Regions from separate parts of the Sus scrofa genome. Here regions 2, 3 and 4 are each linked to region 1. The links are chromatin contacts, called in public targeted proximity ligation maps. All regions are on one chromosome and are shown on one strand. The core of a region is the stretch at or near the end of the contact, and the rest is flanking DNA. Distances in the headings are between cores, read along the strand shown.

Region 1 (6,819 bases), core at 1,587-4,086:
ATTCATGCATTTTAAAGCATTTATATCAAATGTGATCTGATTCCATTCAAGTCAAGCACTGAGTTCCTTCTAAGATTAAAAACCCCAGAAAAACAAAGTGCTTACCTGTCAAGCAGCAACATGCAAAGTGATGAGGTTTAGCAAGGGGGGAAGCCCAATTCTACAGGAGTAAAGAGCAGCAGCAGCATCCACTGTGCAGAGAGCACAGTCATTTGGGGGCAGTAACATATCCTGGGGCTAAGGAACAAGAGAAGCGGGGGTCTGACAAAATAAGTTGGTCCTCAGGCAGAGAAGTTAGGAATACCTTCCTCATCATAAGAACGAGGACAAACATTCCATCTCACTCACTGCAGTTAGAGAAATGAGTAAAAAACCATCTGTGCCCAGGAGTTCCCGCTGCAGCACAGCAGGTTAAGGATCCAGCATTGCCACAGCTACAGCTCAGGGCTCGAATTGAGGAAGGAAGGAAGGGAGGGAGGAAAGAAGGAAGGGAAGAAGGAAGGAAGGGATTCGTCTGTGCCCTGAAGAAGTTCACCGTCCGGCTGTGGACAGACAGGGGACAGTAAGATATGTAAGTGCTGTGACAAAGAAGGTATTGGAGGGAAACAGAGAGAAGAGGCATTCAAAACGGCATGGGGAGTTCCCGTCGTGGCTCAGTGGTTAACAAATTCGACTAGGAACCATGAGGTTGCGGGTTCGGTCCGGGCCCTTGCTCAGTGGGTTAAGGATCCGGCGTTGCTGTGAGCTGTGGTGTAGGTTGCAGACGCGGCTCGGATCCCTCGTTGCTGTGGCTCTGGCGTAGGCCGGTGGCTATAGCTCCGACTGGGCCCCTAGCCTGGGAATCTCCATATGCCGCGGGAGCGGCCCAAGAAATAGCAAAAAGACAAAAAAAAAAAACAAACAGTATGGCATCCGCCAAGGCCAGCACCCGCATGAGTGATGAAGGCACATGGAGTCAGCCAGCAGATCTGCAGGGGACAATGTTCCTTTCCTATGAGTGGCACACACAGTGACAAGGAGCTGAAGGGCTAACAGGGCCTATTCAGGCCAAGGTCTGGTGGGAGGGGCAGGTGGAGGGGAGGGAAGTGAGTGATGAAGCCAGTCGTGTGGGCAGGGCTTTGTCAAGTTCAACGATTTGGGATGTTACCCTGAGGATATGGAAATGTTTCCATCAAGCAGTATCAAAAAACACATAAATGTTTTAAAGAAAAGTCACTGTAGCCAGAGGGTAGAGAAGCAGGAAGACCACATGAAAAAAATAAATAAGTCTCTGAACTACAGCAACATCGGAGGAAGAGACATCAAAAAGAAGAAACTATCTGAACTCTGTTGTTGCCAAATCTGAAGCGAGTTGACAGATGAAGGAGAGTTTGGGGTTTTTTTAGTTATGTGAGAGCTGAAGGCACATTTATGTCCTTTTAATAACTTTACTGTACTTTGATGATGTGGTGGGGGGAAATGACGTGAAGGACATAATTAAAGTTCCTAGAGTAGAAGATTGTTTAAGGGGAACTGCTAAATAAAATATCCTGAATGTATACTCATAATTTTTTTAAAATACTTGGAAAATAAATTGGAAAAGAATCTAAATAATCAGCTAATGCCTTAATGCAGTTTACACTTATGAATAAGACTGGAAAAGCCCTAGGACTTAAATTTGAGGAAACTATATCTGGCCAAAGAAAAATTCTGTACTTAGTGTATGAGTTAGTTATACATGGGGTTCGAATTAGAATAGGATTAGATTAGAACCAAAAGGTAAATCAATCAGATTCCAAATCTGATTTTTAGACTATAAACAAGATATCTAGAGTCCTTTTTTTTTTTTTTTTTTTTTTTTGGCCATGCCCACAGCACGTGCAATTAGTCCCTGGGCCAGGGATCGAACCTGTGCCACACAGCAGTGACAACGCCAGATACTTAACCTGCTGCACCACAAGGGAACTCCCAAGAGATGTGGATTCCAGTGTTGTTAACAATTTTCCTTAGAGAAGTTTTTAAAATAGGACAATCTGGAGAAATAGTGACACTCTATGCAAACTGCTATCCTCCATTCATTAGCGTTACTTTGCAACTTGCGCTTTTGGCTGTTTCATTCATTTGCTTAATTGACTGTAAGAAAACCAAAACTGGCCGAGTGAGTCACAGATGAGTCACAGCTCACCTCCTGGAGCAGCCACAGCCTGTCTGGGGCTCACTGCACCAAGCCTGAATTTCAAGTTGAAGAAGAATGTTGGGTGAAAGAAAGCCAAGAGCTGCCGAGGATGCCAAAGAAATTATTGGGAGAATGAGGACATCTTGAGAGCAGGCTGCCCAGCACATCCTCTCCAGATTAGAACCCTGGGGCTTATACCGCTCTCCTTACCACAGAAACGAGACACCTGCATCCAGTCCGCTCCTCTCCCAGCTGACCTTGTGACGTCACCCACTGTCAAGGGTTAAAGGGAAGGGACCCCGGGTGCATCCCTGACACTGCCTTCTGAATGCTGCCAATCAGACTTGTGGACACTGTGTGACATGGGAGTACCACAGTGACTCCTCAGGCTACCACACCCTACAGAAAGGACGTCCAGCAAGGGTGACACAGAGTCTCTGCACCCCTCCTCCTTCCCGAAAAATATCTCCATCATTCACACTATAATTCTGTTTTAATAAATAATATACATGTGACCCATCAGTTCACAGTGTCTGGAGATCTGAAAAATAGATACCATGAAATACACCTGATTACCTACAAAAAACAAAAACACCCCCACTGTGCTGGGGTGACTCCTTATAGAGGCACGGATGAAACCAGCTCATGACTGACCAGTTCCGTTCTTGCTGACTCAGGAAGGCTCCAGCGAGTGTGCTGCTGAGTGACTGCAGCAGCTGTACACATCGGCACGAGTTTTTCTTCCCACTTCCATTTCTGCTTGTCAGACACTAAAATGTCATTTCCTTCCTGCTGGACTCGACAGTTCTCAAGAACAAGGACCATGTCATTCTTAAACGAACACTGCCGGCAATCTCTCCCATCTGAGTTAAGCAAAATGCATTCAAAATATGCATGTCAAATGTGAAATGAAAAACCTACAAACTGCTTACCTCCCAAATGCCATGTTAACACAATGCTAAAAGAAAATATATAATTATCCTACTTACAAGCATTATAGCCAAAAACCTCTTAAAGATCACCATAAAGTTTTCAGAAGCCAATCCAGCATCTTCCAATGCTAAGAGACCCGGGTTGAGGATTGTAATCCCAGTGATGAATACAACACAGGTATTATATTAACACCTGTATGTTATAGGCAAGCTTCCATTTAACTAAAACTTTTCAACGTAGTCCATTAAAAATTCTAGTCCTTAGAATTCAGAATATATTGTCACAAATAAATAAGGTTAAGGTGGTCAAGCTCTTAGGCCAGTAGCCAGAAGGCATCATGTCAAAAGAAAGAAACCAAGGCATTTCCTGGTGGCCTAGCAGGTTAAGGACGTAGCGGTGTGGAGTTCACACCGTGGCTCAGCAGCAATGAGCCTAACTAGTATCCATGAAGACTTGGGTTCAATCCCCTGGTCATGATCAGTGGGTCAAGGATCCGGCGTTGCCACGAGCTGTGGTGTGAGTAACAGAGGCGGCTCGGATCTGGTGTTGCTATAGCGGTGGCTGTGGCCAGCAGTGGCAGCTCTGATTCAACCCTTAGACTGGGAACTTGCATATGCCATGGGTGTGGCCCCAAAAAGACAAAACAAAACAAACAAAAAAAGGATGTGGCATTGTCACTGGTGGGGCTCTGGTTGCTGCTGTGGTGCAGGTTCAGTCCCCTGGCCTGGGGACTTCCTCTTGCCACAGGCATGGCCACAATAAACTGGCTGTCCTTTTCCTTCATGCTCCCTTTCTGGATAAGCCCAGAGCACCTGTGTGCTATGACCTCATAGCCCTGAACCCATAACACAAATGCCTTCATGTCTCCAAGTAGACAGGTAGCTTTGATCACCTCGAAGGCCCACAATGTACCGCGCACTTAAGACGTACTTATCCAACAACACACAACAATGAAAAAGACGTTTTGTCCCCCGAGTAAAGTGATGTTCCTTCAGGATGCTCTCAGTCATCCTGCAAGTGAACTTGCGTATTTTATCACTAAGCAGTCAAAATAAAATAAGCTGATTACCATGTTAATCGTCTCCCTCTTAAAAAAAGAAAGAAAAGAGAAGAGAAGAAAGAGAAAGAAGAAAAGAAAAGAAAAGAAAAGAAAGGAAAGGAAAAGAAAAGAAAAGAAAGGAAAAGAAAAGAAAAGAAAAGAATAAAAACAAACAGCGGTGGGGGAGGAGGCGTGGATACTCTGGGCTCCCTTTACTGTTTTTACACCCCCTCTGCTGCAGCACCTATCGATTTTAATTCCACAGGGGCACTTCCATTCTTCCTAAAGGCCTTTCTTCCCCAGATGACGATCACCTTTGTTTTTATAATTTCAAATTTGGCTTAAATGTCCCTTCCACAGCGACACCACAAGAACGGCCTTCCGTTTCAAGTGCTCAAATGTTGAGATCCTAGGACATTCAGCCGTTAACACTCTTTGTCTCCATTCGAATTTAAAACTAAATGCAAGATAAACTCCTGAGTCAGAGACAGACAAAAAAGGTTAGCTTTTTATTCTTAAAAACAGTATTATGTATTATCATCTCAAGTGGCACCTCCTTTTAAAAAGCCCCACACCCATCCCATCTTAAAAGCCCTCAACCCTCAGAGCAGCTTTCCCATGCGAGCGGGTCCCCAGAACCCAGCACTGAGTATCATCCAGACCCACTCAACAGCTTCCAAAGAAAACGGTGGAAAATTCAGGGCGTCTGAGAGACGGAAGGACCACGAAGAAGAGCATGATTTTTGCCAAGATGCCTGTGATACTAGGCCAATGTTCCAGAGCTTAACCCTCAGTTAGGGGACAAGTATCCACCAAAGGATAAACGGATCAGCAAAACGTGGGCTCTACATGCAGCGGATCATCACCTAGCCGTCGAAAGGAAGGGAACTCTGATACCTGCTACTACGAGGATGAACCTGGAGACTTTTTAATCTAACAGAAATAGGACAGCCACAAAAGGACAAAGACTGTACGATGCCACTTATATGAGGAAGCTAGAGTAGCCAAATTCATAATGACAGTTGCCAGAGGCTGGGAGCGGGGAGGTACTGTTGCAGGAGGACAGAGGTTTCAACTGGGAAAGATGAAAAAGTCCTGGAGACGGACCATGGCGATGGCTGCACAGCAACGTGCATGGATGTAACGCCAGAGAGCAGTCCCATCAAATATGGTTTAAAAGGTAAATTTTATGTCAGGTTATTTTACAATCCTTTAAAAAAGCTCCTTAAAAAATTAACTAGATGTCTCCCAGTTCATTTTCACCCAAGGCATCAGGACACTGAAAGGAAAATCCAGCCATGCAGTCTTCTCTGTCAGAGGGCGGCATGGAGGTGTCACTGCCTTCTTTAAAATTTTATTTATTTCTGCTTTTTAAGCACCCGTGGCACATGGAAGTTCCCAGGCTGGGAGTCAAATCAGCACTGTAGCTGCCAGCCTACACCGCAGCCACAGCCACACCAGATCTGAAGCCACCATCTGCGACTGACACCACAGCTCACAGCAACGCCGGATCTGTAACCCACTGAGCGAGGCCAGGGATCGAACCCACAGCCTCATGGATGCTAGTCAGATTCACTTCCTCTGCACCATGACAGGAGCTCCCCAAAAACTTAGAAAGGTGCCATGGTGGCAGCCCCAGGTCCCTCGGGCCTGACCGTGGAACTTTTCTTTCCCACCCTGCGTGTTCAAGACTTCGTGGCTGCAGCTGCTCTCTGAGCCCCGTGCTCCTGGCGCTCAGGTACTGAACTGAATGCGGCTGCGCCGAGGACCCGCAGCATCCCCAGGGTCTTTCACAAGCGGGAATGTTCCGTCTTGGGCCACGGCGTCTGTTGCAACTGCCTTTTCTGTGTAACTGCTGTGGGCTGGACTCGTGCTTCCTAAGGAAGATCCTCTTTGTCCCATGTTTCTTACAACTTCAGCTGCAGCGGATTCCAGGGCCGTGTCCACTGTTTCGAAGCCCACGTCCCCAGAGGCCTGCCAGGACCTACATCCTTGTATGCGCATCCTGAGACACTAGAGTCCCCCACATTTTACTGACCAGGTCCTCAGTACCTTTTTTCTTTCTTTCTCCTTCCTTTCTCCCTCCCTCCCTTTTTTCTTTCTTTCTTTCTCTTCCTTTTGCCAGAAGTAGGGCTTATTCCTCATACTTAATTCATCTCTGCTGAGTCCATTTTCCTTTGAGATTCAGAGGCTCCTCCCTCGCCTTCTCTCTTACTGTAGAAATGAACGGTTTACACCCCAAAAGAGATAATCCCAGCCAGGGGTTACTCCCCTCAGGCCCCTCTAGCCAGGCCTGGGCTGGCTCCCCTACAACGCTCTCCCGCACCTTCGAAGAATCCCAGCTCCAAGAAGAACCTGAGCAGGAGCCTGGGGGGCACAGGTAATACTTGCTGGCCTGATTTAACCAACTCCCTCATCCTGAAAATCAACTCTTCAGTACTTTGTGGAGCTATCTCAGGGCTTCCCTCTCCAATGCAAATTTTCTGTAACCACTGGATTTGACCACCTCAGAGCCAGCACAAGCCAGGGGGGAGAGAATGCTTTGCACCCATCAGAAGAAGGTGCCCCCTCAGAGCACAAGTAAAACGGGCTCAGGTTCCACAGTGAAAATAAAGTCAGTTTCATTTCAACCTCTACTAGCAAAAATCTTTATGCAGGGCACAAAACGTAAAACCACACCCAGCTAGGAGCT
Region 2 (6,819 bases), core at 1,462-3,961, 200 kb after region 1:
TGTTGGAGACTTCTATCGTTGGTTGGAGGGTGTTCAAAGAGAAGGGGATGATAAACACGAATAGATGTTTCAGAGGCAGAAAAGGTCAGGACAAGGGCAGTACAGGTGAGCAGAAGGCGTGTGCCAAGAGATGACGCAGGGAACCACCCCTGTTTGCTGGAATCTAGACATGAAAGTAGCAGGAGGGGTGGGAGGTAGGACTCACCAGAGACATGAGGTCCCCCCGGGAAGGGCTTGCACACCGTCTTTAAGATCCGGCTGCGTGTGGAGTAGATATGAAGGGAGGAATCTGGGAAGCAGGAGGAACGAGAGGGAGCGCTTGCTGAAATTAGAGCAAAAGGGCCCCAGAAGAGAAGCCATGTAGGTGACAAAAATCCCACGTAATGGATGCATTAGACACGGGGGGAGAGGGACAAGGAAGAGCTGAGGATGGCCATGGGTCGCCAGCCTGCAAGACTGGTGGCACTCTCACTACAGAGCTGAGGAGGTGGAGGAGAGAGCAGGGCAGTGTGTCTATTTGATGTTTGACTGATTCGAAGTTTGAGGTCACGACAAGCCAGCCAATTCCTGTGTTGCCAGGTCTGAGGGTCCGAATGTCTGGGAGTCATTGCCAGATCCCATGGTGAGACTCTGGACAAGGCAACTGCGGGCCTCTGCTCTCACAGAGCCCTGGAGGGGGCACCCCCCACCCTCTCACACCTGTGACCAAGGCTTAAATATGCCCCAGAATGGTCCACCACTCTGCCATCTTTCACGAGCATTTCTGTTTTCATTTAAACCTCACAGGCTGCCGGTGATGCAGAGACGGAAGATGAAAAATGGACATGTGTTATCCTGGACTAGAGTTCCTGGTATCTGTGTACTTAATCGCTAATATTTTCAATTAAATCATGAGGAAATAATTATCCAAACCCTAATTTCACCATCCACAGGGAAATTACTAGTTTATTATTCTTGAGAGGTTCGTACCAGGGCATCTAAATCTTTAGATAAGGACCTAATTTAATTTTAGTTCCCCTTCTGCTAAGATTTCATACTCTGGGGTAATATATACAAAAAAAAAAAAAAAAAGGAGAGAAACATGTGAGCGGTCTCTGGGTCAAGAATATTAGCATGATTATTAATGAATAGAAATTTAGCTGTGATTCTTCTTAGGTCTCCAAAGTTCCTTCTCACACGCTATCTTATTTATTCTTAAAGATAATATAAAGCAAAAATTCCAAAAACAAAATATCTAAGTTGTCCTTGAGGCAAACTGAATCTTGGGAAAAGCCTTATTTTTACAGGTATATATTAGCAAACTTATACCACTTTGAATCATAGAGTTTTATGGCTGAAAGAGATCATTGGACAGAGGGTCACCTGTTTTAAAGGTGGATCAAAGGCTCAGAGCAGAGCCAGAGCTTGGCAAAGCTCACACAGAAGCAAAGCGAGGACGGGAGCCCTGGTTTTCTCTCGTCCACCCAGCCTTCTTTCCTCCGCTCCATCCTATTTCCCTTACTGACCTCTATGCATTCTTTTATATTTATTTTTCTATTTTTTTTTTGTTTGTTTGTTTAAGGCCATACCTGTGGCACATGGAGTTCCTGGGCTAGGGGTCAAATTGGAGTTGAAGCTGCTGGCCTACACCACAGCCACAGCAATGCCGGATCCTTCACCCACTAAGCAAGGCCGGGGATCAAACCAGCATCCTCATGAAGACTGTTGGGTCCTTAACCAGCTGAGCCGTAATAGGCAACTCTATTCATTTGTTTAAATGCAGGTTTCAATTTTAAAACTAAAAAATTTTAATTACCCCTATTAGCCAAACCCATGTCCCTTCTTCTGTCTCCACCCACTGGCTTTAATCTCTGCTCTCGGCTGCTTTTTCTAAAGTTTAGAAACTTACCATCCTTAAAAAAAAAAAAAAACAAAAAAACCAAAAAACCAAAAAAATAAAACAGCTTCCCTTTGATCCTGCCTCTGCCTCAAACTCGCTGGCCCCTCCCTTCAGAGCACAACTTTCTGAGCGAAGGTCCACCCACACACCCTCTTCTTCCTTCCGCCCGCACACCCCTCAGCCCACTGCCCTGGAAGCCTGTGGCTGCCACGCCAGGGAACTCTCCTCCCTGCAGTCGCTCAGGGTCTCAGACCTGGCAACACCTGCAGATCTGTCTCTGCTGCCTGTGATGGCATTGGCCAGTCCTTCCTTTTTAAAACCCTCTCATCCCAGGCTCCAGGATGCCAGCTCTCCAGGGCTCCCTCCTCTTCCGTCTCCCTAGCGGGCACGCTGCTTCTCTGAGTCAGCAGGGCTGTGAGGCGTGGAGGTGTGGATGGGCCGGGGGCAGAAGAGAGGCACAGCCATCCCCACACGTGCTCCTCCCCGTCTCCTGCCTGCACCACGCAGCTCGGTAATCCTGTCTTTCCTTCCTGCATGTATTCAACACCTGTTGAGAACCAACCATATGCCAAACCGTGTACCACACCCTGGGGCCCCAGCGATGAAAGGTGAGTGTGCAATCTCTCTCCCTTCAGTGTGCACCTGCCTCCAAGTCACACCCCTCCAACCCATCCTTCTTCTGGAAAGTTCTGGCAGGTCCTGTCCCTCCCTTCTGAAACTCCTCCCATGGGTTTCTTTTTCCACCCGAGTCCTTAGCATGGCACAGAGCTCGGGTTTAATCCATGTGTCTAGCCATTCTCCCCAAGGAACACCCCGGTCACACCCAGAACATACCATTTCCCCAAACACACACAGCCTCTCGTGACTCTTTGCCTTCACGTGTGCTGTCCCCTCTCTCCAGGCCACCCTGACGTATCTTCTTAGGGTGGTTAAATTCTCTTCATCCTTCAAAGCCCAGGCAAAAACATCACCTTCCCAACGGCGCCTTGTCAACACCGCCTTCGTCGTTACCACTGTACACCGAACAAAGTCACTGCGACACGTATCACTTTAAATTGAAACTTGTTTCATGTCAGCCTTCTCAATGACTCTGAGAACAAAAACTACATATTATTTATTTTCACACATGCCTAATGCCCAGCAAAGTCCCGGGGAGACAGTTCTGAATGTAAACATCAAAAAAAAAAACCGTGTTGAATTAATCACTGTATTTTCGGTGGTGCCACAACTCCTCGGTGCTTGTGCTTCCCATCAACATTTCATGTGCTCTGGTTCTTCACCGTTGTCTCATCTCACTACTTCTTTTCATTCTATTTATGGGCTTCAAGGGGAAAAGGCAAAACCTGGCCTCTTTGCTCATCCCTCAGGCTCCTCTTCTTTATTAAATTGAAACCAAAAATACGAAACCACAAAAGGACTTTTGGTTCAAGCCCCTCCTCCTGTAGATAGCAGTGAGGACAGATTTCCTTTCACTGGATTTGATTTATTCCTTCATAATGGAATAAAAATTAACCTCGCGGAAACAGTACATACAGCCAGAGGTAATTCAATGACAAATGAATGAGATGTTACACAACAGCACAGCTTAATTGGCTCTTCTTGATTGAAAAGGCACAGCCTCTGTAGTGTACAGTGTGTAATTTCCTTTCGTTCTTTCTACTATTGTCATTGTGTTGCAATGGCTACACATCCCTCTTTGAAAACCAAGCCTTCCGCTCATCCTTTTCCTGCCCTTGTAAATGAACCACACCCACCCACCCTCGACGTCACTGGGATTGAATTAAAAAGTCACTACACAAAAAAGCAGGTCATTGCTCTGCCTCCAGGATGCTCCTGCCACCCCCACCCCCCACACTCGTCCATCCCATTATTTCTCCCATCCGGTTGCCAGGTTCCCCCACACTCGCATTTTTGGGGTTTGTACCTTGACCCCCTGTTTTCCTAGCAATGTGAATCAGGTTGTGTCTGGACCAGCCATCCCTCCCTCATCACAGCCAGAAAGCAGTGCCCTGCCTCTGGCCACGCTTGCCAGCATAAGCTTCAAGGAGCACCTTCCCCCCCCGTCTGCCCAACACACATAGCAGAGGAAGGAGACTGACAGGTGTCTCCTCTGTTCACAGTTCTGTCTCCACACTTTTAAAACTCTCCCCCTCCTCAGCTGCCAGCCCACCTTAGCTTCATAGAGCTCCCCGCTCCACCCCCAGCCCCACCCTCGCCCCACCTCCCCCCCCCATGAGGGTGCCCCTTGCCCTCCACAGGGTGGGAGGTGGCATATGTGTGCCCCTCCCTTTCCACTTCAACTTCTGGCCCCCCCCTCCCTCCATGCATTTTGGCTCAACTGCATCCCACGGAAGGTGCTGCCCTCTGACCACTTAGCCCTCTTGCCCTCAACATTTTTTCCCAAATTTCCTGGTCGCTGGCTCTCACACATTAAAGACTTCAGGTAGCTGGGTCATGGGAAATCGTCAGCTCCCCAAACGGTTTCTCAAAGTCTCTGTCTGATGCACCCTCTCTCCTCGCAGTGTTATGTATCAAGCATTTTGTATCAACCACTTTGTTTTCAAATGCATTAGGGTCTCTGGTCCACCGACGCACACACTTCCCTCTGCACCTGTTTCCTCCTTGCCCCTTACTCTGCTTCCGAGCCACGGCCCTGACCCCAACCATCCCCTGTCCAGCATTCCCAATTTCCTTTCCCTGGGCTTTCGCAGCACCTGCCCAGTGAAACCCTAGCTGGTGAATCAAACTATGTGCTGCCGCGGTGCTTACGTCGGGGAAGTAAACCCTGCTGGAGAAAATGATGTATGGGGGCAGACTTTCCCTTCCTCTCTGGGGCCAAGGGAGTCACTCAGGCGCTTTCTGCCTAGGCTGTTCCCGTGAGGAAGGATGCAGCACCTATTACATAGTGACAGCCATCCATGTGCGCGCGCAGTGGAAGAGGATAACGACCACCCTTGGGTAACATCTGGGCAAATCGCCGGCCCTGTTCTGTACTAGTGTAAATGGCAGGCGGCCCTTTTCGCGCCGCCCCCTCCACCACCGCTGCTCATGAGGCCAATAAAAGGGATGTCACACCTACCCGCAGGGCATTGGCTCTTCTTTCCGTTGCCCGAATCCAGGTTGAACCTGCCTGGTCTTGAGAAACTGCACAACACTCTCCTTGCCCAGGAGACCACCCTGGGCTGAGAGCTCCCCATGCCTTCTCAGTCCTCACCTCCGGGCTGCCCACGCAGCCCAGGCTTCACGCTTCCCTCCTTCTCACCGCTGTGCCTTCTCATCACCTCCACTGTTTCCTCCCTGGAGGGGGGCGCCCGCTTCAGGCTTCACGCTTCATGCCTTGCCTTCTCCTCCTTGTCTGTATACACTTCCCCCACAATTATCTGCTCTCCGGGCTTTAAATACCACCGGGATGCTGCTGACTCCCAAACACCTGTGTCTACCTCGCCCCTGAATTCCAGAAATGCCCTCTTGAATTTTCACCTTGGATGGCTCATAGGCATCTCGAATTTCATATGCTCCAAACCCAATTGGTCTCTTTCCCATCCCAAAGCCCCACCTTTTTTGGTATTTACATGGTCTTTCCATCTCAATAAAAGACAACTTTATCCTTTGGCTGTATTCTATCTTTCTTGGGTCAAAGACTGAGTCATCCTTGACTCCATTTCTTTTAACCCTCTATCTAATCTGTCATCAAATCCTATGGGTTCTCTGTCCTGCTCTCCTCCCGGTAGGAGGCTGGAGAACACTGCCCTTTGTTTATAGTGCTTTCATCTCAACCATTAATAAAATTATTTATATGCAGTGGTCAGAAGGAAACCAGTTTGCAACTATTCTCCCCCTTGGCTGCCAAGTGGAATCACGGGGCAGGGTGCGGGGGAGGCTTTGAAAAATCCTGGCACCTACTTCCCACCTGCAGGGAATCTCATTTAATTGGTCTGGGGCTGACCTGAGATTTTTAAATGCCGCCCCCCACCAAGGTGTTTCTAATATGCAGCCAAGTTTACGGCCACTGCATTAGGGCTTAAGGGGGGGGGAGGGGAGGACCAGTGAAAATCATTAGTATTAATCAGTGTTTGAATGTCAAGTAGATTTCAAAATCAGTATCAAACACTAAAAACAATATCCCTCAAACTGAAATAAACAATAATTATAACTGGGAAGCTCTATCAATATGCTCTATTCTTTGTGAACGAGCCTTATAATTTCATTACTTTTATAATCTTTTCTTTCTCATTTTTATAAGAATCTTTTTATTTTATAGATTGATCATTAGATGAGAAAATTTTACCACTGGCTAAAAAATCGGCCAGAACATCACCAGATCTCAGCTCTGGCTCCTGTGTTGTCTTTTCAAGTACCAACATTATTCCAAATTTTGCAGGAAATGAGCTGAAAAGCTCATCTCCATCTCGGGCAGGTTGAAGAACAGCTAATGATTTAACAAGGCCAGTTCTATTACCTTGATTTTCTTTTTTCAATTCTTGAGGATTTTTCCTCCAAAGGCATCAGGCTGTGGAGTCACCAGTTTGCTGCTTTTGAGCGAGACGTTAACAAACAAGGGGAAAGAGGCAGTGGAGACGTTTAAAAAGGAGCGGTAAAAAGAGCTCAGAGTGTGGTGGGTGAGAGGAAGAAGACAGGAAGAGGCAAAGGGGCCGGGGGCCGGCCTTTCTCAGCTCCTGCCATGCCAGGGAGTTGTGAGCAGCTGATGGACCCTGTGAGGGCAGCACCATCATCACATCAGAATCTACCTGTTCTCCTCTCCATCCTAATTTCTATTTTTCTCTGATCAAAACTTAAGCTTGTTAGAATCTATGCACTAAAGTGTTTGCAATCTTATTTTCTCTAAAGAGACTCCCTGTGGATGTCATAAACATTGTTTACTGAAGTGATAGTTGTACTTACACAGCTGCACAACATTGAAATAAAATTATAGCATTAAA
Region 3 (6,819 bases), core at 1,258-3,757, 130 kb after region 1:
GAATATGGTCATTATCAAGACCATTCGCTCCATCTTTCTTTCACTGATCCTACCAATACTTCTTGAGTCCCTAGCGTGTGTCAGGTTCAGTTCTGGACATGGAGGGTTGGTGTTGAACAAGACACGAAAGCTGCCGGCCCTCAGGAGATTACACCCCGCACAGAGAGACAGACCATGATGTGAAATCAAATAAATGAACTGCAGAGAAAATAAAACAAGAGGATGCAATTCGAAATGCCAGGCGAGCTGAAGAGATTGGGTCTTCAGAGGAGGCTGCTTGAAGAGGGGCCATTGAGCTGAGACACGGATGATGTGGAGTCAGCCACGTGGAGATGGAGAGCGTTCCAGGTGGGGGCCCCACGAGTACAAACGCGACAAGGCAACGATGAACACAGGAAGAAGTTAAGAGAGATTAAGTAACATGTCCACAGTCACCAGCAGTGGATCTGGATTCAAACCCAGGCAGTCTGACTCCTGCTTTCACCTGCCTTGGAACTTCAGCAGTAAACACTGTGAACCCTAGAAAGTCTCCACTGAAGACAACCAGGCACACCCCTTCTTACACAGTTCTGGAATTGGAAATACGGACTCTGGAAATTCTGATTTAATTGTGGTTACATTATGTGTCTTCATGGATACGTGTATAGTTAAATCATTGACACCCTTTCGGCTTAGGAATAGCTTTAGCTTTGAGAGTTTCCCCGAGTGACTTGACTTCAGCCTCTGATGGGAGCAGACGAGCACTGCTGAAATCTCAGCCATTTTTAGTCCAGAGAGTCAGTGGTGACTGTCTCTCTCTGGGTAGCAGCAGGACCACAGTGCCTGCTTTGGAGTGGCCCCCAAGTGTCCCTGGGGTTCTCTAAGGACAGTCCACATGCTCCACAATCCCTGCTGGACATCTGTTGGCTGGACATCTGCTCTCTCCCTCATCTGGCTCCCTGAGCTGAGACCTGTCTCCCTCCTCAGCCACCAGGACTTCAAGCCCATGGAGGGGGGCTGGGCTCCCAGCAGTGATCCACGGGGGGCGCAGAGGGGCTGACCTCACTACGAAAAGACCCAGACTCTCACCCCCTGAAAGTCCATCTCCAAAGGAGATAGTAGTTATCCAATTTAGAAGTACTTACCCTGAGTCTGAAACAGTTTCCTTTGGTTTATAGCACTCGCTTCTGGGTTGTCCCAGAATACTCTATGTCTAAAAATTATGTGACAATGCGTGATGAGAAATAAGCGGGTGGGCTCCTCTGTGACTGACTTGCTCCTTTGAAGCTAGAAAAAAGGGTGACTCTCCCCAAACCACTTTAAGTTCCCTCTTAGCAGTCATTCTGCTACATTTACAATAGAAAAGTTCAAAAATACTGCTCAATCAACAAACACTGGCAAAATAATTTATGGTATACCCTTACAAGAAAATACTAGGCAACCATTTTTTTAAAATTCTCATAGAAGAATATGTAAGGACACGGGGAGATGTTTATAACACATCTGGAAAGTGTAAAAAAATTACCAAAAAGTAGTATGTCCTTTTATACATATGTATGGGCTTCTGTTCTTTTTTGTTCATGTTTTATAATGTGCATTTTCTAATATTTTATAATGGAAATGTTTTACTTTGTAATATGTAAAAAAAAGCAGTTTAAGTATTTTTAATTAAAAAGCAGCCTGAGCCTGTATCGGAGCTGAAAGAAGATTTAGAGCCCAGAGTCTGAGATCCACACAGGTCTTGATGGTCACAGAGCAGTGCTAGTCAATAGGAATAGAGAAGTAGGAGATACAACAAATAGGAGACATCTGTGGCCTTTAGAATTTTCCAGTAGCCACACTGAAGAAACAAAAAGTGGTGAAATTAATGCTGATAATTCGTTGTACCCAATATACCCCAAGTGCTATCCCATTGCAATATGTAATCCATGTGAAAATATTGAAACATTGTGTATTCTTTTTTACCCAGACTGAGAAACCCTTACACTTATAGAACATTTCAAGAGTTTGATAGGCACCTGAGCAGTTCAGGAGGAGGGGGGGAAGCCAGGCTGCAAGAGCCTCAAAGCAAAGCGGGCGGCGGGGGGGGGGTCTCCCCAGCAACTCTTTGGTCTTTGGGGGAGAAAGAACCTGCTCTCTGGGAAACCCCTGTCCTTGGGCCAGAGCTGGGCTTCAGTTAAGGTGAGGAAGCGGGAGGGAACATTCCGTGACAAACAAGTGTGAGAGGGGGCGGGGCGTGTACCGCTGGACGGGGCTGGCAGAGTGCAGGCTGGCAGGGCTGGCAGAAGGCACCACAGTGGGAGGATGGATCAGGGGCGAAAAATGCACAAAACAGCATGGGAATGAGGACAAGCAAGGAAGCGTGTCTGTCCAGAGGGCTCGCGTTTTGGGCGGTGGCCAGGTCTGCCAGGGATGAGAAGCAGGAAATTAATTGGGCTTGTGGTTCCAAACAGACCTTTGGCGAGCAGGTCTGTCGCTGACCTGCTGAGGGAGGCTCGCTCGCCCAAGTCTCTGCAGCCCTTCCCGTCCGGCTGTCCTTCACCTGCCTCCCGTCGCCTGACATCAGCGTGATGCCCTTAATTTTCACCTCTGCACTAGTCAGATGTTCCAGTGAGCTCTGTGTATATCCTGGGAATTCCGAAGTTGAATCTGTAGGGCTAATCCTTCTCCAAGCATTCTGGATCTTCTCCCTCTCTAGGCCCGTTATCAGTCAACCTAAACGAAACTGGGAAGATATGACCGACCAAACAGGATAACAGAGGATACCACGGAGCTAGATGCTGGCAAGATTTTTTTCTGCTTTTCTAAGATATAGAGCTATATAATTGACCCCTTAAATTACCAATTTTCCTAATAAAGCTCACATAGTAATTATTAAGGTAATCTTGGCGTCTATCAAGGGCTCAGTAAACACTTGAAGAAGAATTGAAGGAAATTCTTAAGTGTTCTATCTCCGACTGCATCAAATGACTGCATTGGGGCTATTGTATTTGGGTGCATTTAACAACAACAAAAAAAGCCCAAGTCAAGTAATAGCACTTATGTATTTGTTAGCAAATCCCAGTGGATAACATTGTTCATTGTACGGTTCCAACTTTCCTTGCAAGATCCCACTGAGCATTGTTAGAAATAAACCCCCCAAATCTGTAACTTTTGTAGGGAACTAATCTTCTTCCTTCACCATCAGAAAAACCTCAGAGCACAGGAATCCTCCTCTACAGAGGATATATTTCCTCTGGAATGTTTCCTTGTTTGCAACAGTAAGAACTTCTAGTTAGATGGTTTCTCATTTTGCTCTGGACACCAGGGTATTCAGAGAAAAATCAGATGTCCAAGCAGAAGTTCATTTTGTATTTGTTACTCTTGCAATCCATGCTCGTCATTTCCTATTTGCAATATATTATTGTGCATCCACATGCACACACTTGCATGCATGCCTATGCCTTTTTGGAAGAGATGACACAATGCAATGCTTTAAGTTAATTGCTGCACCATGACACTTGGGCTGAGGAGAGCTGACTTCCAGGCTGGTCTTGCCAGACACCAGCTGGGTGACTTCAGGCAGTTCATTTACCTCCACTACGTTTAGTCTCCTCCTCTACAAAACAGTTACTTAGTCTCTCCCTCATGAAAATTCGAAGATTAATTTAGGTTGCACAAGAGAAAGGAAGTAGCAGGTAGTGCTTCTTCTCCCCCAAACTCTTCTCGTCCTATTTTGGCTGTTTGCCTCCCCTGGCTCCACCCCAGAGCCAGATTCAGCAGATCCCACTCCGGGTCCACTGAGGCACAACCCAAGGGTTGTGACTTAGGCATGTGGACATTTCATACATTTTCCTAAAATAAGCACCAGAATTCAGTGTGTGCCCAGAAGGCTCCTGACACACATGTTATAGCCCCAAGCCCTACAAGTACATGAGTGATGGCTGCTCTTCGGCTCTCTCCAGCTTATGGAAAAATCATTATCTTCTCTTTTTTTGCTTTTTTGCTTTTTAGGGCTGCACCTGAGGCATTTGGAAGTTCCCAGGCTAGCATCGAATCAGAGCTGTAGCTGCTAGCCTACACCATAGCCACAGCAAGGCGGGATCCGAGCCTCATCTGTGACCTACACCACAGCTCACAGCAACATTGGATCCTTAACCCACTGAACCACATCCTCATCGATCCTAGGCAGGTTCATTAACCTCTGAGCCCCAAAGGGAACTCCCCAAAATCGTTATCTTCTACTTCAATCTCTCTCTCTCTCATGGCTGCATCCATGGCATATGGAAATTCCTGGGCCAGGGACTGAATCCAAGCCACAGCAGTGACATATGCTATAGCTGCAGCCATGCTGGATACTTTATCCACTGCCTCAGGCTGGGGATCAGACCCGCACCTCTGCACCAACCCAAGCTGCTGCTGAGATTGGAGTCTTTTTTTTTTTTTTTTTTCTCATTAGGGCTGCATCTGTGCATATGGACGTTCCCTGGCTAGGGGTCAAATCGGAGCTACAGCTGCTGGCTTATGCCACAGCCATGCTTATGCCACAGCTACAGCAATGCTAGATCCAAGCCACATCTGCAAACTACACCACAGCTCATGGCAAAACCAGATCCTTAACCACTGAGTGAGGCCAGGGATCAAATCTGCATCCTCATGGATACTAGTTTGGCTTGTTACCACTGAGCCACAATAGGAACTTTCTCAGATTCTTAACCTATTGCACCTACAGAGGGAACTCCCTTCAATTTCTCTCTTGGGTGAGCAAAGTCCTAAGAGCTATGGCCCAGCAGAAGTATGAGGGGTAAGCCCACCACTAGGCGCCTTTTTCCCAGGGAAGACTCCCCAGTCTCCCCCTCGACATCCCCTCCAGTGTAAGTTAAGTGCCCCTTCTAAGGGCGCATCTGCACCTCACATTATTTCTGTCTCCTTCCTGGACTGTGAGCGCCTTCATATCGGAATATATGTCTTAACTTACCTTAGAATCCCTAGCGTATGTATTGCAGACGTTCAGTGCATGATAAAAAATCATTCCCTTCTTTCCATCTCTCGTGACTTTATTTTGGAATACTGGTTCTACTCTTCCTGTTGTTGGGGTAAGGCTGGGAAATGCTCCGAAAATGATGGTGAGATGGTTTTACTGAGAATTGGGGGAAATAGTAATTAGGAAGGAAGCCAGACGAGGGAAGGAAGGCAATATTTATTGAGTGCCCATTGTATGCCAGGAAATATGCTAGGCAGCCTTGCCTGCACATCTCATTGAATTCTTCCAACCCTTCATTCCTAAATGCTTGGGCTCTCATTAAAGCACTTACCTATTAACCCATATAAGGACATAGACTCCAAAACTTGACTAAACTTGAGCAAATTACATGAACAAATTAGTTGCATGCTACAGGGCTACCAAAAGAGGTTTATAAACTAAAATGGCATCCATTCTACTGATCCTTAATCCCAAGAGAGCAAATCCAACTTCAGAAGTCAGGAGCTTGTTATTGGTACCTGGACCATCCACCCCTAGGCAGTAAGTCCGAGAATAAAGAGAATTACATACCTTCTGGTTAATTCTCTGAGATGCAACATCCTACAGATATCTAAAATGTCACTGGAGCTGCAAGCTATCACCGGAATGTATCACAAATTGCCCTGATGCTCACCAAGGGTCCAGCACACCATATATCAGAGCATCTTGGGCCAGAAGTCCCACCTACCACTACCTGCCCAGCCTGCAGCCCTTATCCTCCCGTTAGCCTCAGCCTCACTCCCAGCCTCCACCTGGTCCTCCCCCATCTGCTCTCTCTGCATGGGCCTCAGCCCCTTGCTCTTACACCACACAATCCACAGGCTCAACTTCACCTTTACCAGTCGTTATCCCTTCCAAAGGCCCTTGGAAATCAAGGGTAATGGATTATAATCATGAAGAGGGAGCACTCCCTACATATACACAGGTGAACAAAATACCACCCGTATCTTCCTTTCCAATCAGATCTTTGTCAAGTCGGTTGGCCAGAAAAGATGAGGCAGACAATGACTGCCTCCTCGGTGCACTCCCACCACCCTCTCCTTTGCTGACAGCATGGCAAATGCTGCTTACATCCCTGAGCAGCCACAGGCTCAGGGATGTAACACAGAACTAGCCTATAGGAGGAAATCTGCTGGAGACCCCAGAGAAATGGTTCCTTCCTAATAAAAAGAGGCTTATGGAAAGGAACTATCCTTTCTGCCTTTGGACATTTTCATGTGATGACACGATGCTTGTTGCTGCTGCAGCCATTTTGTGCCCATGAGGGAAAAGCCAAGAGGTATGAAAAAGAGGACCTGGAGCCCAATTAACCAATTCTAATACTATGTGAGAAAATTAAATTACTGGTTAAGTCACTTTAAGTTGGGTCTTCTGCTACTTACAATCAAAAGCATTCTTGCTGACTCAGTGGAAAAGCCAGGAACTTCTATTTTTTTATTCATCCTAAGGGGTCAGACAGAGAACAAGACTTAAGTAACAGGAGTATTTCTCTATTTCTGGTTTCATGGCAGGTGCAAGAGTTATCTGAGGAAGAAAGCCTTCCTTAGACCAGGCCCTCCATAGCTTGTGGAGATAGCCAAAAACATCTTGATATGTTAAGAAAAAGTAACTCTGACCAGCCTCTGTATAGAAATCTCAGTGTCATAGCGCCCAGTGCATACTGAAAAACCAGGTTCATGTGCCTTACAGTAACTACGTCTTTCAGTGGAAAAGAATTCTATCCTATAAGCATCACTTATGTCTGAAACTTATTCTTCTGGAGTATAGACATCATGACAGAGGAGTTCCCGTCGTGGTGCAGTGGTTAACAAATCTGACTAGGAACCATGAGGTTGCAG
Region 4 (6,819 bases), core at 1,422-3,921, 140 kb before region 1:
GTCTCCATGTCTACATAATCTGAAAGGCCCTGTTAAGACTGTGCTGTCCAAAGTAATAACCACTAGCCACACAGAGGCTATTTAAACTTAAATTAATTAAAAATCTGAAAAAAAAAATTAAGTTCCTGCTTTCCCACTGTGGCTCCGCAGTGATCATGAGGATGCGAGTTTGACCCCTGGCTTCACTCGGTGGCTTAAGACCTGGCGTTCCCGAATGAGCTACGGTGTAGGCTGCAGATGGGGCTCAGAGCTGGCGTGGCTGTGGCTGTGGAGGAGGCCTGAAACTGCTGCTCTGATTTGACCCCTAGCCCAGGAACTTCCCTATGCTGCAGGTGCGGCCCTAAAAAGAAAACAAAACAAAACATTAAGTTTCTTAGTCGTACTTGCCACACTGCAGGTGCTCAGCAGCCCATGCGGCGAGTAGCCAGTGCACTGGACCACATGGAGAGCAGACACCGCCACCGTCATGGAAGGATCTACTGGACAGCACTGCAATGTAGTGAAGTGATTTTAAGGGTGGGCTCTCAAGTCAGACCATGTGAGTTCTGCTCCTAACTTTATCATTTATGAGCCATATAACCTCAGGCAAACCCCTTCTTTGGGTTTTAGTTTTTTCGTCTGGATACTGCCTATAATAACGTTGGATTAGTCATACTCACTAGATTATTATAAGACGTTAAAAGACAATACACGTAAAGTATTTAAATGGTAGTAGCTATTCTTTAAAACTGCCAACCTTAAAATATTTTCTGGGTATTTTCAGAAAAAGAAACTTCCTAAATTACCGTAGATAATCTGTATCTGTTTCAAAACCTCTTCATGAAAATTCCCATACCTAACGCCCACGTGCCCTGCTGGACCTTCGGCATCAGTGCCCCGTAACTCTACCCTTCCTTCCACGCGTAGACCTCACACCATCTCTTTCCAAGTCCTGGGTGAGGAAGTCAATGAGCTAAAATGTATTTTTCTCACGCAACTCGTTGCTATGATAATAGATATAAGTTGTCCTAATTAAAGAAAATGGAAAGAGGTTCTACTACAAGGCCTATTCAAAATGAGAAGAAAAAAAAGCAAAGAAAAGGAAAAAAAAGGTAAACATCTCTCTCTGGGTTAAGGTAATCTTTGAATTCCTTAGTTCAAAGACGGAACCGCCAAGGTTCCGGGGCTGTGCAGGGGCTGTGCAGGGGTCTCACTCGGTGATTACCCACACATATGCTTATTTATCACCTACTGGAGGAGGCAGCTTATCACTGGGGTGACAGACTCCGAGCTCTGAGGTAAGGACACCTGGCTGAGCGAGGCCACCCCTTACCGGCCTTATGGATGGTAACAACCACTCACCTGCCTCTCGGAGTTACTGGGAAAAGTAAATGCGATAACGCCCATCAACAAATGCTTAACTCAATAGATGTGAACTTTAAAAAAGAATCCCATCGCAGTAGAGTTGATTTACCATGTTGGGCTAATTTATGCTGCACAGCAAGGTGATTCAGCCACACATACACACACATCCGTTCCCATAGAGGTCGTCACAGAACACTCTCTAGATTTCTCTGTGCTACACAGCAGGTTCCTGTGGATCACCCATCCCATACACAAAAGTGTGCATGTGTCAGTCCCAGCCCCCCCAGTACTTCCCTCTCCCCTCCACCCTTCCCCGTTGGAAAGCATAAATTTGTTTTCAAAGTCTGTGAGTATGTTTCTGCTTTGTAAATAAGTTCATTTGTATCATTTTTTCACTTCTTTATCCATTCCTCTGTTGATGGACATAATAAATGTAAACTTTTATTAACATATAAAATACAATGATTATATACAAAAGAAATTTAATTGGAAGCCTTCATGCAACTTCTTCCTGGTTGAAGAGCGAGAAACCACCACCAAGATAACACCTGATATCAATTCATTTCCATAATAAAGACAGCACATCTTTAGTGAGTGTGTAAATTCAGGAGATGATGTATGAACAAATACTAAATTTATCAAAATAAACTGATTCAGGAGTTCCCTTTGTGGCGCAGTGGTTAACGAATCCGACTAGGAACCATGAGGTTGCGGGTTCGATCCCTGCCCTTGCTTAGTGGGTTAACGATCCAGCGTTGCCGTGAGCTGTGGTGTAGGTTGCAGACGCGGCTGGGATCCTGCGTTGCTGTGGCTCTGGCGTAGGCCGGTGGCTACAGCTCCGATTCGACCCCTAGCCTGGGAATCTCCATATGCTGCGGGAGCAGCCCAAGAAATGGCAAAAAGACAAAAAAAAACTGATTCAGGATAAAAATAATCATTTGCTAAATTTCTGAAAATATGCATTATTGAGTGAAGAGTCCAGCTACTGGAAGACTCCAGAATAATCCGTGGAGTAATATTTGGGCTCATGAATTAACCGCATTGTTGAATTTTAGTATGAGCCTTGTCCTGACTTGGCACTGTTTTAAAGTTACAGGGTGGAGTCAGCCTCTAATTTTTTTTTTTTTCACTGTGGTCCCAGCAGTGTCACTATTTATAAAAAGATAAATAGCAGCAGTATTAGCATGGCTACACATGTGCTGTTGCTCTCATTTACTTTAACACAAATACTAAAACACCAGAACTATTCACAAGCTGTGCCCTCCCCACAAGACTCTTATGTAGTTTGATTTTTTCATATAACTGTCCACCAGAGGGAGCCAGACGACAGTATATTCGCTTCTGCAATGCGTGTACCGTACAAACATTTCTGAAAATAAACAAGCTGAAACCATCGCCTCTTATTGACTCAAAGGGATTACTGATTACTACTCTATCATAGAAAAATACCATAAAAATATAAATCGTGGAAGAGACGGGAGGATAGTATGTAGTATGTCCTAAAGTGAATCTCTCAGGTCTATCGCTCAGGGTTATTTCTATCTTATGGTACATCAAGTCCATCCATTAACTCCAAGTTTAGCCAAAGCAAATAAAGGCTGTTTGGTCAATGCAGCATTTTTAGAACAGTGTGTATTGTATTAAGGTAAAGTGCATCCGGATTTGAAATAGACAAGTACACAAATTAATGCCAGATTCTTAAGTCCTCTGTGTGGAGACCAATCTACTGTTAGAAACATCCATCAGGAATATTTATAAAAGGAAACATCCCCAAGGGCAGTAAAAAAAAAAAAAAAAAAAAAAAAAAAGGAAGAAGAAGAAAAGACTATTTGCCTTGAAATGCCTTAATTTCGAAAATTTCACCTCAAATAATATGGAATACGGACATTTACTCTCAGAAAGAGGAGCAGCGAGTTAGATTATTTGCAAAGTAACAGGCTGACAATCAACTACTAAATCCCCAGCAGGGATTTTTCCTTCTCTACATCATCATCCATCCTTTGTTTGATAAGAAGAGTGGCATCTGTAAGAAAAAAATTCCAGATAACAATGCCTAAGAGTTGTCGTGGGAGGAAGGGGGGTGGCGTGGGCAGGCAGGCTGCTTTATGAGCGTGAGATCCCAGAATCTGTGAAGGATCAAGGGGCAAGTTGAAGAAAGACAGCGGGGTCAAACCTGCCTTTTTAGAAGATCTCAGCAAAGTGCAGGAGAGACTAGGGTAGGAGGAGGTGGCATACAGACAGGGGCCAGGAGAGCCACTAGGAGAGGTTTCTCCATTATCCAGGGAAGAAATGAGAGGTCTGAACCAAGCAGCAGCAGAGCTAGAGAAGAGGTGGACAGATGCGAAGTATTTCTCAGTAGCTGATGCACCGGGGAGGCTGAGGGAGGAGAAAGAGCTCAGGATGACCTGAGCTATTAACATCATGAAGGGCCAACTCCACTGCCGCCACCTGGAAAGCTCCAGAAGGCTGAGAGCAGGAAGCTCTGGTTCTCTGTTCCATGCATGTGCCTGACCATGTACATCACGAACTTGGCCAGGCTGGTCCCCATCCAGAGCCTTCTCTCACCTTCTCCCACCTCCAGTCTGGGTTCTTTGTGTCCCCACAGGACTCTGGACATAACTCTGCCCTAGCATCTATCACCTATTTTTAGAAATGTATTTGCTGTCTAAAACATTTGGAAAAGCCCCATGTTTTGTCAACTGAAACAATATAGTAACACATAAAAGTCGTCTGTCCACACCTGTCTCCCCATCTGCCTATACAGGAGCTAAGAATCTGGTTATGACTCTTGCAGAAATTTTTTTTTCCTTTTCCTTTACAATTATTATTTTAGGTAATGTGTCTCTGTTATACAGACTTTTTGTCAACATAGTTTTGTCAGTTAACAATATATCACAAATATTGTGTCAACACATACAGATCTCCTTTTTATTTTAATGTTATGTCAGTGTCTGTGGATAACATAACAATGTAACCATCCCCTGAGAGTGAGCTTTTTCTATATCTGCTGCAATACTGTTGTAATCACCATCCTTACCAAACATCTTTTCAATTGTGTGCAGGTATTTCTACAGGCAGGATTCCTACATGGGATAGCTAGGGCAAACAGTACAACCAGGAGTTCCCGTCATGGCTCAGCGACAGCGAATCTGACTAGCATCTGCGAGGACGCAGGTTCGATCCCTGGCCTTGCTCAGTGGGTTAAGGATCCAGTGTTGCTGTGGTTGTGGTGCAGGCCAGCAGCTACAGCTCCAATTTGACCCCTAGCCTGAGAACCTCCATATGCCACGGGTACAGCTCTAAAAAGACAAAGGAAAAAAAATTTAAGTTCCCACATAAACTGGAGTTCCCATCATGGCTCAGCGGGAATGAATCTTGACTAGTATCCATGAGGATGCAGGTTCCATCCCTGGCCTCGCTCAGGGGGTTAACGATCTGGCATTGTCGTGAGCTGTGGTGTAGTTGTAGACACAGCTTGGATCCTGCGTTGCTGTGGCTGTGGTGTAGGCCAGTGGCTAGAGCTCTGATTCGACCCCTAGCCTGGGAACCTCCATATGCTGCGAGTGCTTCCCCCCCCAAAAAAGAAACAGCACAACCACTGCTCTTCAAAAAATCTGCACAAATTCATATAACCCCTGAAAGGTATCTAAGAACACAATGAGGCACTCTAATGACATGTTTATCTGTCTTTACCAGCTAACAGTGGAAAATAACTTAGAGCAGGGAAATTGCTCCTTCGCTTGTCTATTCCATCACCGAGCTCACAGCCAAGCTCCTAACAACCACTTAACACAAAAATATCTGGTTGCTCAAACAAATGAATGACTACTACTTACCTTACAAAACTGTTGTAAGGATAAGGGATAATATGTGTAAAGACACAAAGAGCTTGGCCTGCTACAAGTGAGGAATGAATGAATGAATAATTAAAGAAGAAGCCCATTATGAAAATCAAATATTAAGTATGAGCAAGAGTTGCTTATCTCCTCAAATCTAGGGACAACATACATAGGGGCACCCCCTCCATCCTATCAACCATTAAAAATTTCCCAAATGATGATTATTTCATTTGAGTACTTTATTTTTTCCATCTCCATTAGTTTAGAAGCCATGAAATGACGGAGTTCCCACTGTGGCGCCACAGGTTACGAATCCAACTGCAGTGCCTGGGGTCGCTGAGAAGACTCGGGTTTGATCCCCCGCCCTGTGCAGTGGGTTAAAAGATCCAGCAACACAGCTGAGGCTCGGATTCTATCCCTGGCCCTGTAACTTCCACATGCAGCAGGTGCAGCCATTTAAAAAGAAAAAGAAAAAAAAAAGAAAAAGCAATGAAAACAGTTTGCAAAAACAGAATGGCAACCATGTACACTAATAAAGCTACCCATTTTAACCATTCTCTTCTTGAGACCTTCTGGCTAATTCTCACCCTCTGCTTATCTAGCACCTTAGTGCTGATGACACTGTAATCGGAGAAAAACAAGTCATCCGTGCAGAAGCAGTTTGTTGGAACTCCCCCCATGGTCCCCAGGGAAGGAAGCCAGGGCCATGGAGAAGAACTACAGGGAGCTGTGGGGACCAGCTCACAGGTCTGCCAAGCTGCTCTAATTAATTATGGGTTGATCTCCTTGGGCTCTCTGGTCTGAAGTTTTATCTCTTAACCCTCTCCCAGACCCAGTGGGAAGGCTATTAAGATTCCTGAACAGGGAGCTAGATTCAACAGGAGTTCCTGGGCCATCGGGTGGCTGCAGGCTTGAGCGCAAGCACCAGACAAGCTTAGCAGTTCAGGGGTGTCTGCAGCATTGCAGCCCCACGGCAGCCAGTTACCAGCTGGCAGCTGGATCTGGGGCCAGGATGGTCTGCTGTGGTCCCTGCAGGCTTGGAGCGAGTGCCCTAGGGCCACGGAGGAGAAAGTCAGGCCTCAGGACATACCTTGGAGTGTGAGCCTGGTGTGCTGGGCTGAGTCAGTCAGACAGGATGGGCCTGTGGACTAGATCAGATGTAAACAGAGGCAGGCCACTCCTCTGAGTGTATTACTCAGGTACCCAATTCTCTGACAATGAAGTCTAACTTCAAACCCATCTAGATGGGATGTTTCAGACTAACAATATATCTCACCTTAACTCTCCAAGGAAATCAACAGAGCCCATTATCTTAATTTTCTTGGCAATTCTAACCTCACACAGTAAATTACCCCATGAGGATACACTACAGCTTAGTGTCATTTCTAGCAACATGTTTAGGTCTTTCCTAAAATACCTAGCTGTTGCTTTCAATACTGTAGAATGCTGTTGAAAACCATCTCTAGCCCTTCTTCTATGGGTAAAGCAAAGCACTACAACCAGGTAAGATGAACAAAAGATTTCTGTATCAAAAAGATGATGAACTATGGGAAATAAACTTTCCATTGTTCAAAAGAGTAGAGTATCTCTATGGGTTTAAGCGGGTCCCAACTGCAGTTTGTGCAGGCCTTGAAAC

What was found.
Region 2: a targeted proximity ligation map of alveolar macrophages shows a contact between it and region 1. A contact is called at or near these places in 2 of 2 datasets of targeted methods (alveolar macrophages and skeletal muscle).
Region 3: a contact with region 1 is called in a targeted proximity ligation map of skeletal muscle. A contact is called at or near these places in 2 of 47 Hi-C or Micro-C datasets (fetal heart ventricle and liver) and 2 of 2 datasets of targeted methods (alveolar macrophages and skeletal muscle).
Region 4: a targeted proximity ligation map of alveolar macrophages shows a contact between it and region 1. A contact is called at or near these places in 1 of 47 Hi-C or Micro-C datasets (embryonic fibroblasts) and 1 of 2 datasets of targeted methods (alveolar macrophages).

What each region holds. Positions count from the first base shown.
Region 1 is chr4:111,846,903-111,853,721 of Sscrofa11.1, reverse strand. All of the region lies in intron 1 of VAV3 (guanine nucleotide exchange factor VAV3), which reads right to left. Among named protein-coding and RNA genes, the nearest start is that of VAV3, 25 kb to the right of the region's middle.
Region 2 is chr4:111,646,048-111,652,866 of Sscrofa11.1, reverse strand. All of the region lies in intron 1 of LOC106510205 (a long non-coding RNA gene), which reads right to left. Among named protein-coding and RNA genes, the nearest start is that of SLC25A24, 69 kb to the right of the region's middle.
Region 3 is chr4:111,716,344-111,723,162 of Sscrofa11.1, reverse strand. LOC106510205 (a long non-coding RNA gene) reads right to left here. Exons shown (of 7, transcript XR_002343539.1): 5 at 6,364-6,424; 6 at 4,937-5,098; 7 at 1-2,704. Among named protein-coding and RNA genes, the nearest start is that of VAV3, 110 kb to the left of the region's middle.
Region 4 is chr4:111,984,738-111,991,556 of Sscrofa11.1, reverse strand. The region is part of intron 2 of VAV3 (guanine nucleotide exchange factor VAV3); the gene reads right to left. Among named protein-coding and RNA genes, the nearest start is that of VAV3, 160 kb to the right of the region's middle.